Linked DNA regions of Pan troglodytes: region 1 is linked to region 2. The links are chromatin contacts, called in public Hi-C maps. All regions are on one chromosome and are shown on one strand. Each heading gives the region's core, a stretch centred on a gene start, on an enhancer-like site or on the middle of the called end of the contact. The rest is flanking DNA. Distances are from core to core; before and after follow the strand shown. Region 1 overlaps PEX14 (peroxisomal biogenesis factor 14). Region 2 has its middle 35 kb from the start of C1H1orf127.

Region 1 (6,515 bases), core at 3,249-5,748, 430 kb before region 2:
TGATTTTTGGCTCAAAAAATATGATCTTGTAGTTAGTCCCACTTCTGAGCTGTGAGAAACCGCAGGAAGATAAAGTGGTGCTTTGGAGAAGGACGTATTCACCGCCCTTCCTTCTTCCCTCCCAGCTCTCCTTTCTTTTATGGTTTGTAGTTATAACCGAGATTTATGCTTGTTGCTCCACAAATCTTCTCTCTGCCATTATGAGTTTGTCTGAACAGTCTAGAGATGGGGCCGACACTGAGTGATTCTTGAAGTAAATCTATCCAGGGGCACTCCTTGACAGTCAGAGGCAGAGAGGAACTAACTCATAGCCCCCAGTGGAGCAGGAGTCTGGATAAATTACCCCTGTCAGGAAGAAGACATGCTGCCACTTTTGTGACCTCTTGCCTTCACAGTGACCCTGGGGGCACAGCTCTCCTGTTTGTGTGCAGAGTGTGTGGGGGGTGCTCTGGGTCAGCGATCATTCCCTTTACCCAGCTGTGTCTGCCAAGAGGCCTTTCTCTCTGTGTTGGCCCAGCCAGGCCCATGGCAAGTGGGTCTTTAGGACCAGGGCCACTTTTTGCAGCCGTATGGTAGCAAGGAGTTGCTGACAATCAAGCACACAAGTTGATTGATTCCTTTTCCTTTTCCTTTCCTTTCCTTTCTTCTTTCTTTTCTTTGTTTGCTTTTCCTTTTCTCTTCTTTCCTTCCCTCCCCTCCCCTCTCCTCTTTTTGTTTTACTCTGTCAACCAGGCTGGAGTGCAGTGGTGCCATCTTGGCTCACTGCAACCTCCGCCTCCCAGGGTCAAGCTGTTCTCCTGCCTCCGCCTCAGTAGCTGAGATTACAGGTGTGCGCCACCACACCCAGCTAAGTTTTTGTATTTTTAGTAGAGACGGAGTTTCAACATGTTGGCCAGGCTGGTCTCAAAACTCCTGACCTTAAGTGATTTGCCCACCTTGGCCTCCCTCCCAAAGTGTTGGAATTACAGGCATGAGCCACCATACCTGGCCAATGATTATTTCTATAAATGGTTTCATTTAACTAGCATTTACCGACAGTGGATTTTGATGGAGAAGGAGAATAAAGAACAGGTATTAAACATCTTTTAGGCTAGGTATGGTGGCTCACACCTGTAATCCCAGCACCTTGGGAGGCTGAGGCAAGAGAATTGCTTGAGCCCAGGAGTTTTGAGATCAGCCTGGGCAACGTGACGAGGTGCCATCTCTATAAAAAATACAAAAATTAGTGGGACATGTGGCTCGAGCCTGTAGTCCCAGCTACTCTGGAGGCTGAGGCAGGAGGATTGCATCAACCCAGGAGATTGTGATTACAGTGAGTCTGGGTGACAGAGCGAGACCTGTCTCAAAAACAAAACCAAATCTTTTTTTCCCCCCTTTACCATACTTTTCCTTTGCTGTATCTTGTTGTCTTGTGTGTACTTTGAAATTTTTATTTTATTTAAATTTTATTTAAATTTTTATAGAGACAGGGTCCCACTGTGTTGGCCAGGCTGGTCTCAGTCTCCTGGGCTCAAGTGAACCTTCTCTTTAGCCTCCCAGAGTGCCAAGATTACAGGTGTGAGCCACCCGGCCCAGCTTGTCTGTATTTTTTTTTTTTTTTGAGACGGAGTCTTGCTCCGTTGCCCAGGCTGGAGTGCAGTGGCACGATCATGGTTCACTACAACCTCCGCCTCCTGGGTTCAAGTGATTCTTGTGCCTCAACTTCCTGAGTAGCTGGGATCACAGGTGTGTGCCATCATGCCCAGCTAATCTTTGTATTTTTAGTAAAGACAGGGTTTTGCCATGTTGGCCAGGCTGGTCTTGAACTCCTGGCCTCAAGTGATCTGCCCGCCTCAGCCTCCCAAAGTGCTGGGATTACAGGCTTATGTGTACTTTTGAGAGTCATTTAGAATCTTTTGTGAAATGAAGCAGGGGTATCAATAAGAACATATTTTTAAAAATGTGTCAAGAGCTTGCATTTGGCATCCCTGTCTAACCAACTTGCTGTTTGGGCCCCATGGAACGTACTCACCAGGCTCTTGGTGCTCTGAACAAGGCAGGTCCTCAGCCAGTCTCTCCCACACTCATCTGTACCCCAGGAGCTAGTTTGTCCCTAAACCTGTGTCCTTGTATTAAATATGATGTCAACAGGTGAACTAAGAGTGTGAAGAGAGGGTTCTGCAAATATAATGTGTTCTTTTTTTGTGTGTTTTTTTGAGATGGAGTTTCACTCTTGTTGCTGCCCAGGCTGGAGTGCAATGGCATGATCTCGCTCACTGCAACCTCTGCCTCCCAGGTTCAAGTGATTCTCCTGTCTCAGCCTCCTGAGTAGCTGGGATTACAGTCATGCGCCGCCATGCCCGGCTAATTTTTTGTATTTTTAGAGACGAGGTTTCTCTATGTTGGTCAGGCTGGTCTTGAACTCACGACCTCAGGTGATCCGCCCGCCTCGGCCTCCCAAAGTTCTGGGATTACAGGCGTGAGCCACCACGCCTGGCTATAATGTGTTCTATAAAAAGAAATGTGAAAAGAGGGTTTTATGAAAACTAAGTTAAATGCTTTGCTAAATGTGAATTGCTAAAAACATAGCTGTCAAATTAGGTGTGAGCAAGATGACAGTTAAACATTAGAGGAAGATCATAAACATCTAGAAGGATTCTGTACTTTGATTGCTTTACTGATGTCTTGAAGTTCTTACTTTGCTTTAGAAATTGTGGAGGCTGTGTTATGGGTAGGGTTTATGCAAGAAAGACGTCTGGGAACTTCAGTCTGTGGGCCCACACTCAAAGCAAAGGGCTTGGCTTTACATCAAAAGATCAGCAGTGACTGAATGTTTATAGGTTTTCAGTTAATAGAAAATGTTTTCAGTATGTGGAGCAGGTTCCATGTTTGATTCCCTGCTTTAACTGATTTTTTGATTAACCGAACAATTACTAGCTCCGATCACATAGGCCAGGAGGGCTTCTACTCTGTAATATTCTGGCCTCGCTGTTGGTGTCTTTATTTTGGTTACTTTGTTTGATTCCAACAAATTTGTGAGAATTACTCATTTTGCAGTGAGGAGACTGAGCCCAGAGCATTCAAGTTCCTACAGCTAAGAAGTGGCAGGACTGGGATTGAAAGCTGGTGTCCATGCTGCTGAACCTGTGCAGACGGGGAGAGCAGGTATGGGTGCGGTGTGGACCGCGCTGTCAGGCACACTAGCGTGCGTGCGGGGCGCCCGCTGCACAAACGTATCTGCAGCTGATGCTCAGTGCTGCCTGGTGATTCTGTATCTTCTTTCTGAGGCTGCTGCCTTAGTGTGCTCTCCGTGGTTGGAGTCTTTTGTGTGCATCTTAGCTGTTGAAAAGGCGCCTATTAATTTATCACAGGTGATGTGTGCCTCCTTGTGCTCAGAGGAGGCGTCTGCACCCATGTACCTCACTAATGACAGGTTATGGGATGGAGAGGAGATAATAGGATCTTTTCATGTGATGTCTATATAGCAAGGTGCTATGTCCCTGGTAGCTTCTAGGGGGCAGCAGCCGCTTGTTGTTCTGTCTCTTGCTGGCGGAGAGAAGGTTGGACAATTGAGCAATTTGCTCTGGACTCCAGCTCTTAAAGTGGTGCCTGCAGGTCTCCAGGGAGTCACTGGAATCCACATAAGTAAAGAAAATACAATATCCAGGATCTTTTATTTCTACTTTCTCTGCCCCCTCAGGTAAATCCTTTATCTGTGTTTCTATCAACATCCACAAATTCCTCATTGTCAGAGTTAAGGCAGCAAAGTTCACCTGCTTTGAAGATAAGAGAATAGAGATGTCTTTAAGAGAGTAAAATCTTTCTGTCAGATCTTACTTGTTGCCAAGAGCTAGACATTGATAACCCACTCAAATAATGTTTAGAGGTTTTGAAACTTTCCCCCATGGGCACGTGTCTTTAATTCTGTTGGGAATACCACTGTCATATGGTTGATTACCTGTTCTTCCTGTCAGCACTTCCCCCCAACCCCACTCCCTCCCCCTATCCAAACTAGTCTTACAGAGGTTTCTCTTCAATTCTAAATGACTTATTTCAGAAACACATGAAGGGGAACATTGCAGATGTGCCATTTTTTTGTTTTTTGTTTTTGTTTTTTTTTTGAGACGGAGTCTCGCTCTGTCACCCAGGCTGGAGTACAGTGGCGCGATCTCGGCTGTCTGCAAGCTCTGCCTCCCGGGTTCATGCCATTCTCCTGCCTCAGCCTCCCGAGTAGCTGGGACTACAGGCGCCCGCCACCATGCCCTGCTAATTTTTTTGTATTTTTAGTAGAGACGGGGTTTCACTGTGTTAGCCAGGATGGTCTCGATCTCCTGACCTCGGCCTCCCAAAGTGCTGGGGTTACAGGCGTGAGCTGCCGCGCCCGGCCTTGGATGTGCCAGATTTTTAGACTGGGGGCCCAAGACTGACATATGGGCAACTTGTGCCTTGTCAGAGTGAGTCCCAGCTCCCTCTCCCCCAGAAGTGCACCTCCTACTGTGCCCTCTGAATGCTCCTGCCTGCCAGATCTTCCAGCTATGTGGCTGAGGCAGGTGCCCAGGAGGAGAAAGGCTGGTTGCAGGCAGAACCAGATGGTTGCAGTCCACACGGGGAAGCAAATTGGCCGCGACATTTCAACCATGTGAGGTTTATTTAGGATTAGCTAAGAATTCTCAGCCTTGACTCCACTGAGGGAGGAGCGGGTGACCTAGGGCCACTTTCTTGTGGGTTTGCATTCTTTCAGGCTTTCATCTGAAGATCCCAGGGTACTGGGGAAGGGTGGGAGTTTCCATCCAGCTCCACTGCAGAGAGTGGCATTCCTGAAAGACAAAGGCATGCCTCCTTTTTTTTTTGAGACGGAGTCTCGCTCTGTCGCCCAGGCTAGAGTGCAGTGGTGCGATCTCGGCTCACTGCAAACACCGCCTCCTGGGTTCACGCCATTCTCCTGCCTCAGCCTCCCGAGTAGCTGGGACTACAGGCGCCCGCCGCCACGTCCGGCTAATTTTTTTGTAATTTTTTTTTTGTTGTTAGTAGAGATGGGGTTTCACCATGTCAGCCAGGATGGTCTCAATCTCCTGACCTCGTGATCCGCCTACCTCGGCCTCCCAAAGTGTTGGGATTACAGGCGTGAGCCACCGCGCCCGGCAAAGGCATGCCTCTTAACCTCACCTCTCCAGCTCTCTGTTGTCTGAAAAATGGCAGTTAATAGAATTTGTTAATAAACAGAAGAAATAACGAGAAATAGTGGCACATCATTTGACAGTAAGGTGGTTTATAATTTCTGCTTATCAAATGATTCTCATTATTATTATTTCTATTGGATTTTTGAAGAATTCAGCCTGGTCCCCAGAGCCCCATTTGTAAGGCATTTTATTTCTTTATAATATCTAGAAATAACTTCAGTTCCAGTGAAATCCAGATCTGTGGTCCCATCCCACTCCCCAGCCCTGGTTCTCTCCCCTTCCTCTCTGCTTGTCTTCTGTGACCTCAGCGGGCTCCATCAGGTGGGGGTATCCCCTACTGACCAGACTGGCAGAGCTAATGCTGGCTGGAGGAACGCTGCCGTGTTTGTTTTAGCAGTTCCTGGATTTGGTTTAATGTACAATTGATTTTTTTAATGTATTTAATCATTTTTTTCTTACCTCTTAAGGATTAACCTGCACAAACCTCATTTTATCCTAAGTGTGGCTTTGGGAGGAAGGGAGGAGAAAATTGAGTTTCTCCAGCTTATTTTATTCTTTTACGCTTTATTTTCCAAATGGCTTTTCCTGCCGAAGCAGCTTTGTATAATACAATGTATTTTCGTGGCCATTACTTACTCATTACTAACTGGTCTCTCCCGCTTCCCTTTGTCTGTGAACTAAATACAGGGGGCCTCAAGATAATTGGTAGCTCCATCACTGACCCACCAATTATAGATCAGCAGGGAAGGCAGCCCAGGGATGGTTTGTGGTTGGCACAGGCTGCCCACCTAGAAATGTGAGTTATTCTCTACCTGCCACCAAGTTGGGCTTGACTAGATCGATCCTTTCCTAATTTTGGACTTTGGCATCTCTAATTGCATCACACGGCTCCCTGGTTTACAGGTTTCAGCCTCATTTCATCCCTACATGTGCTGCTGGTGTCTTTCTTAGTTCATGCCTCCTTGGCATGTCTACAAAGTATTAATTTGCAGAGGTTTTGTTTGTATTTTCCTTTGAGGTTCCCTGGTGCCTAGAATGGTTAGATGGCAGGCTGCAGATAAATAATTCTGTTGAAACAGCAGGTTTCTGTGCATTTTTGTCTGGTGTGTCCAAGTAAAGGCAAGTCTTTGTGGGCACCATATTAAGCCCCCTTTTTGAGCATTTATCTGATTTGTGTTCCAGCTTATCTACTTTGCTCTGGCATGGAGAAGGAAAAGTCCCATTTCCTGCTAGGCTGCCAGGCACTTATGTAAGACTTTTAGGTGCCAAAGTAGGAAAGGAGTCCCTGTGTTGTATGGCCGTATATATTTTGCGTGTGTGTTTCCTGGGTGTTTGGCACCTAGGCACTTTGCTAAG
Region 2 (6,537 bases), core at 915-3,414:
TACACGAAAAAACAGTGAAGATCAGCTGGGTGCAGTGGTTTAGGCCTGTAATCCCAGCACCTGGGGAGGCTGAGACAGGAGGATCGCTTGAGGCCAGAAGTTTGAGACCTGGGCAATCTAGTGAGACCCTGTCTCTACCAAAAAAAAAAGAGGTTAAGATTGTAAATTTTATGTTATGTTAATATTTATAATTATATAAATATTATATAATAGCATATAATATTTATATATATATATATTTTTTTTTTTTTTTTGAGATGGAGGCTCGCTGTGTCGCCCAGGCTGGAGTGCAGTGGCGCGATCTCTGCTCACTGCAAGCTCCGCCTCCCGGGTTCAGGCCATTCTCCAGGCTCAGCCTCCGGAGTAGCTGGGATTACAGGCGCCCGCCACCACGCCCAGCTAATTTTTTGTATTTTTAGTTGAGACGGGGTTTCACCGTGTTAGCCAGGATGATCTTGATCTCCTGACCTCATGATCCACCCACCTGGGCCTCCCAAAGTGCTGGGATTACAGGCGTGAGCCACCGCGCCCGGCCTATTTTTTTTTTTTTAGATAAAGTCTTGCACTGTCGCCCAGGCTGGAGTGCAGTGGCATGATCTCGGCTCACTGCAACCTCCACCTGTCTCCTGGGTTCAAGCAATTCTCCTGCCTCAGCCTCCCAAGTAGCTGGGACTATAGGTGTGTGCCATCACGCCTGGCTAATTTTTGTATTTTTAGCAGAGACAGGGTTTCACCATGTTGGCCAGGCTGGTCTCAAACTCCTGACCTCAAGTGATCCACCCACCTCGGCCCCCCAAAGTGCTGGGGTTACAGGCGTGAGCCACCACACCCAGCCTATACGTATATTTTTTAACACGCACACACACACACACACACATACACACACACACACACACATGATTTAGAAAGCTCTATACCAAGCTTATCCAACCTGCGGCATGGGATGGCTTTGAATGCAGCCCAATACAAATTCATAAACTTTCTTAAAACATTATGAGATTTTTTGTGATTTTTTTTTTTTTTAGCTCATCAGCTATCATTAGTGTTAGTGTATTTTATGTGTGGCCCAAGACAGTTCTTCTTCCACTGTGGCCCAGGGAAGCCAAAAGACTGGATACCTTAGCTTACCAAATCTAACAGAAGTTGCCATGAGGAAGGGAGTGACTGGGGTCAGTGCAGGCAAAGGGGTCTTTCGTGTTTTACTCTCTATGCCTCTGTGGGGTTTGTAATTTTTGCAATGAGTGCTTTTAAGTGACTTACTTGATTTTAAAAAACCAATTTACTGTATGTATGTGTGTGTGTGTGTATATATATATATATATATATAATTCAGAGTGGCCCCAGGAGTAGAGTGTTAGAAGGTGTCCATGAAGGAGGGGTTGGGATCTGGGGAGGCCTGAGGAGGCGGGCGGGTGTGGCCACAGGCAGTACCCTATTAGATCCAGTGCTGAGTGCAGCTGGGGAGGGTGTCTAAGTTGGATAACTGCTCACTGGGAGAGGGAGTTATAATCCACCACAGTAAATACTGGGAGCTCTAACCCAGTGTCAGAACCCAGAGAAGGTCGGGCACAGTGGCTCACGCCTGTAATCCCAACACTTTGGGAGGCCAAGGCGGGCAGATCACTTGAGGTTGGGAGTTAGAGATGGGCCTGGCCAACATGGCAAAACCCTGTCTCTACTAAAAATATAAAAATTAGCCAGGCATGGTGGCATGCGCCTGTAATCCCAGCTACTTGGAAGGCTGAGGCAGGAGAATGGCTCAAAACCTGGAGGTGGAGGTTGCAGTGAGCTGAAATGGCACCCCTGCATTCCAGAGCCCAGAGAAGGTGCCTGATCCAACCTGAGGACCCAGAGGGCTTCCTGGAAGAAGTGGCTGGCGCAGGGGCACTGAGTGTGAGTAGTGAGGCTGAGCAGTCACGGGGCCTGCCAGGAGGGGAGACTGCCATGAAGTACCCTCTGGAGCCGAGAGCCTCTGGGCTACCGTGAAGCACCCTCTGGACCCCAAGCATCCCCAGGCCTGCAAGCTGAGCGAGGGAGGGTTGGACTGGGCTGGGGGCTGTTGTCCCCTGACCCCCACATCCACATCCACATAGGTCCTGCCCAGCCCTCTCCCCAGAAACTGGCCTAGGGCACCACAGGAGCAGTTATGCAAATCGCCTCCAGGTGTGGCTCTCATTACCTTTTGGCGGCTGGGGCTGCAGAACGCCCTGATGCCACACTGGGCCGGAGGTTGGGGGATCGGGGAGGAACAAACAGCCTGCGCCCTTCTCTTCCCCCAACTACAGCTTCAGTGGAAAAGAAAAACATCTCTCTCTGGAAGAGCCCCCAAAACCTCATCACATCTGGTTCCCATCGGCCCCATTTGGTTCTAATCATCCCACTTCCTGCTACCGTCTCTGGGTGCCCCCAACCCCTGCCAAGTTGTGGGAACAGCCCCCACCCCTTCCCTCAGCCTTCAGCAAATCCTGCTCAGTGGGGTCCCTGACAGCTTCATTCAGACATGGAAGACTGGTGCTCAGGAGCCGCGGGTGGCTGTGGTCCTGGACAAAGCAGCTCTAGATTGAAAGGCTGTGTCAGGGGTGGGTCCCAAGTGTCCCCCTGCAGTCCTAGGGATGCTTGGGGTCTATCCAGGCTCCAGAGGGTCCTGGGCTCACCATGAATGTGATGGATCATCTCGCTGCCCCCAGATGTTTCCCCAGACCTTTCCTCTGGCTGTTCCTGCGGCTTGGGGGCCTGTGCTTTCATAGTGCCCACACACAGCCTGCCAGGTCCCGCCCAGACCTCCAGGAACCCCGCTGTCCCCTAGGCCTGGTTCCCCTCACCTCTTGCGGTGGGCCTTCCCGTGCATCAGGCACTGTGTTGGGCTACCTGCTCCCCACCTCCACCTCCCACCAACCCTCCCTGGGAGGTCCTTGGTAACCAGGAGTAAATCAGAGGCTCTGTCTGTCCTGAGAGCACAGAAGCAAGACGAAGTTGTGTTTACCTGGAGGGCATTTCCCTTCAAAGCCACTTCCAAAGGCCCCAGGGCCTCCGGGACAGAGCTGGGATAGGGTAGGGTAAGGGTGGGTGTGTCATGGAGCAAACAGATGATGGGTGGCAGGCGAGGCCAGGAGACGAAGCCCAGAGAGCAAGGACTCCAGGCGCTGCCCAAGCGGACCCAGAGAAACGATTTGAAGGGAAAGTCACAGAATCCCTCCATTCTCCCCTCCAGGTGGTGGCAGCTTGGGACCGGCTGGGAGTGCGTCTCTCTCTCCAGGGCAGGACACGGCCTTCAGCCCTCCCAGGTGCTGCTGTCAGGACCAGGTGACACGTGATGGACAGCATTTGTCCCGAATTATAACTAATCATTACCAGGTTGCACACACTATGCGCAAAGCTCTGCACCACCTGAGTCGAGTGTGTTAACTCCCTTCATCCTCACAGAAACCCAAGAGGGAGCTGCTTCCATGGTAATGATAATTATTATCATCCCCATTTCACAGATGAGAAAACTGAGGCATAAATAGGTTAAGTAACTCTCCCAAGGTCATACAACCAGGAAGCAGCGAAGCCAGGATGTGGACCCAGGAGCCACTTACCACTCCCCGCTCTACTGTGCAGAGGCCTTGGGGTCCCCCAGAATGCAGGGGTCTCTGATTCCACTACTACCTCTCCTTCCTAGACTGGACTAGACTCTGGACTGGGAGCTCCTTGAGGGCAGCAACAGGGACAGGTTTCACCTGTGTCTCCCCAGCAGCCAGGACTAGGTTTTCATACATTCATCCATGCATTCATTCATTTATGCATTAATTCATTCATTCATGATTTTTACGAGCAGCACCTGGGAGCCATGTGCCACAATCCCTCTGAGCCTCAAGGACCCTCATCTGCAAAATGGGAATATTGCTAGGCGCGGTAGCTTACGCCTGTAATCCCAGCACTTTGGGAGGCTAAGGTGGGTGGATCACCTGAGGTCAGGAGTTCAAGACCAGCCTGGCCAACATGGTGAAACCCCATACATACAAACATACAAACTACTAAACATACAAATATTAGCTGGGCGTGGGATGCGCGCCTGCAATCTCAGCGTCCAGGGAGGCTGGAGCAGGAGAATTGTTTGAACCCGGGACGCAGAGATTGCAGTGAGCCGAGATCACGCCACTGCACTCCAGCCTGGCGACACAGCGAGACTCCGTCTTGAAAAAATCAAAAAGAACAACATGGGAATATTGTCTAGAACAAAGCAGTCCAACAGAAATAAAACCAGCAGGCATGGTGGCTCACGCCTGTAATCCCAGCACTTTGGGAGGCTGAGGCGGGAGGGTCATCTGAGGTCAGGAGTTCGAGACCAGCCTGACCAACATGGAGAAACCCCATCTCTACTAAAAAAATACAAAATTAGCTGGTTGTGGTGGCGCATGCCTATAATCCCAGCTACTCAGGAGGCCGAGGCAGGAGAATCGCTTGAACCGGGAGGCAGAGGTTGCAGTGAGCCAAGACCGCGCCATTGCACTCCAGCCTGGGAGACAGAGCAAAACTCCATCTCAAAAAAAAAAAAAAAAAAAAAAAAAGAGTAAGAAGTACCAAGTGAAATTAATTTTAACAACATGTTTTTTTAAAGCCAGTAGCTCCAAAATATTATCCTGTCAGCCCATAGTCAGAGGTAAAATGATGCATGAGATATTTCACATTCCTTTGATTGCACCAAAGCTGAGCAGTCCTGTGCACCTTTTACTTGTAGGGCATTCAGACATGGGAGACCGGTGTCAGGAGCCACAGGTGGCCATAGTCCTGGACAGTACAGTTCTAGATTGGCAGGTTATGTCTGGGTTGGATAAACCCCCAGCTTCCAGAGCGTGCACAGGTGAGAGGGTCCCAGCCCCCTTTCTCTCGGCCTGGCAGAGCCTCCCCTTTCCTTCCTTGCCAGCCTTGCCCAGTCTCTCGCACACAGCCAGGAGTCGGGCCCCTCTGGGGTGCTCCTGGAACCAGGACTGAGGCCTGCTGGTTTCCAGGGAAGGAGGAGAAGAGAAAGAGCAAGCTGGGCGGTGAGGAGGGAGCTGCTGCCTGGCACGGGGACAGGGTTTGTTTGCACCTCTTTGAAGCCGGGAGATGAAAGCAGGACCCACATGGGCTGCCTTTGATTTTCTCCTCCCTGGGCCCCACGCAGCTGCAGCCGGGCCGGGCCCAGCCCTACACTGCCCCAGGGGGAGCAGAAGAGGCCCTAGGCTGAGGGTGTTGCTCCCCTGGGTGGCTTGGGGTAAGTGGACAAGACATCCTCAGCCCTGGGGGATGGCCCTCCCACAGACCCACCCGAAAGAGACAGCCACAGCCTCCCTCAGGAAGAGCCAGCAGGTGCGCTGTGCAGAACCTGCAGCCCCAAACCTCTCCTCTGCCAACACCCAGATGCCCACCCTAGCGGCCAGCCCTGAAGGACAAACACAGTAAGAGCACGGAGGCTGAGAATCGGGTGGATCTCTCACCCTCTCCAAGCCTCTTTCTTAAGTATTCGTTGAGGGCCTACTGTGAGCCGGCACTATTCTAGATGCCTCCCACTGTGTGTCACAGAGCAGATGGAATGAAATGACTGTTTAAAATGCTCAGCACTGCAGCTAGGCGTGGTGGCTCACGCCTGTAATCTCAACACTTTGAGAGGCCGAGGTGGATGGATCACTTGAGGCCAGGAGTTCAAGATCAGCCTGGCCAGCATGGCGAAACCCCGTCTCTATTAAAGATACAAAAATTAGCCGGGCGTGGTAGCGCGCGCCTGTAGTCCCAGCTACTCGGGAGGCTGAGCAAGAGAATCGCTTGAACCAGGGAGGTGGAGGTTGCAGTGAGCCGAGATCGCACCACTGCACTCCAGCCTGGGTGACAGAGTGAGACCCTGCCTCAAAAAAATAAAATAAAAATAAAATACTTAGCACTGGGTCCGGCACATAGCAAGCGCTCCGTGCATTTAACCAGCCTCCCCATCATCATCGTCATCACTACTGCATTCTTCAAGATCTCTTAACTGCCGCCAGGCTCTGAAGGGAGAGAATCAGCGGCTAGAACAGTGCCCACCCCTAGGTCATGTCCCTCTGTGTTCTGGCCTGACATCAGCCTCCTCCACTCTCCCAGATCCTTTGGGGGCAGCCCTTGGCATGGGGGAAGCCAGACCACTTCACTCTGTGGCCAGAGAACGGCAGCTCAGATCCGAGGCGTCATGCTCCAGAGACCCCCTGGCCATTATGGAGGCAAAGACCCTCAAGCAGCTGGGGACTCCGGGTAGCAGCAAAGCTCTGGGGCCAGCAGGGGTCAGGGCCTCTGCTTTACCAGGGGGGGTGGCCTCTGCAATACTGGACCCCCGATCATTTCAGGCAGCATGGATCAGGTGTCCTAGGCCCTCCCCCCTATCCAAACAGCCTCTGGAGCCCCCGAGTCACCCCACCTCTGTGGGCAGGGAGAGCCGCCTTTGTCTTCCTCCTTCTCCCGGCAGGGCGCAGACTGCACTGCTGGTTACAGCATCCTCCCACGCAGGACTTGCTCTGCTCCCAGGCAGCGCAGGGACAGGGGGTGGGA

What was found. A called contact is a pair of places that touch in the nucleus more often than the background predicts.
Region 1: a contact with region 2 is called in a Hi-C map of induced pluripotent stem cells, with 2.2 times the contacts expected there. The contact joins two enhancer-like sites. A contact is called at or near these places in 3 of 7 Hi-C or Micro-C datasets (blood, induced pluripotent stem cells and stem cell-derived neural progenitor cells) and 1 of 1 other capture datasets (stem cell-derived neural stem cells).

The regions. Positions count from the first base shown.
Region 1 is chr1:221,487,759-221,494,273 of NHGRI_mPanTro3-v2.0_pri, reverse strand. The region is part of intron 2 of PEX14 (peroxisomal biogenesis factor 14); the gene reads left to right. Among named protein-coding and RNA genes, the nearest start is that of DFFA, 32 kb to the left of the region's middle. Within about 2 kb of position 4,498, at least 4 of the 24 cell types and tissues checked have an H3K27ac peak or open chromatin away from gene starts, as enhancers often do. A contact at or near this core is called in induced pluripotent stem cells, where this site is marked.
Region 2 is chr1:221,058,863-221,065,399 of NHGRI_mPanTro3-v2.0_pri, reverse strand. No RefSeq gene overlaps it. Among named protein-coding and RNA genes, the nearest start is that of C1H1orf127, 35 kb to the right of the region's middle. Within about 2 kb of position 2,164, at least 1 of the 24 cell types and tissues checked has an H3K27ac peak or open chromatin away from gene starts, as enhancers often do. A contact at or near this core is called in induced pluripotent stem cells, where this site is marked.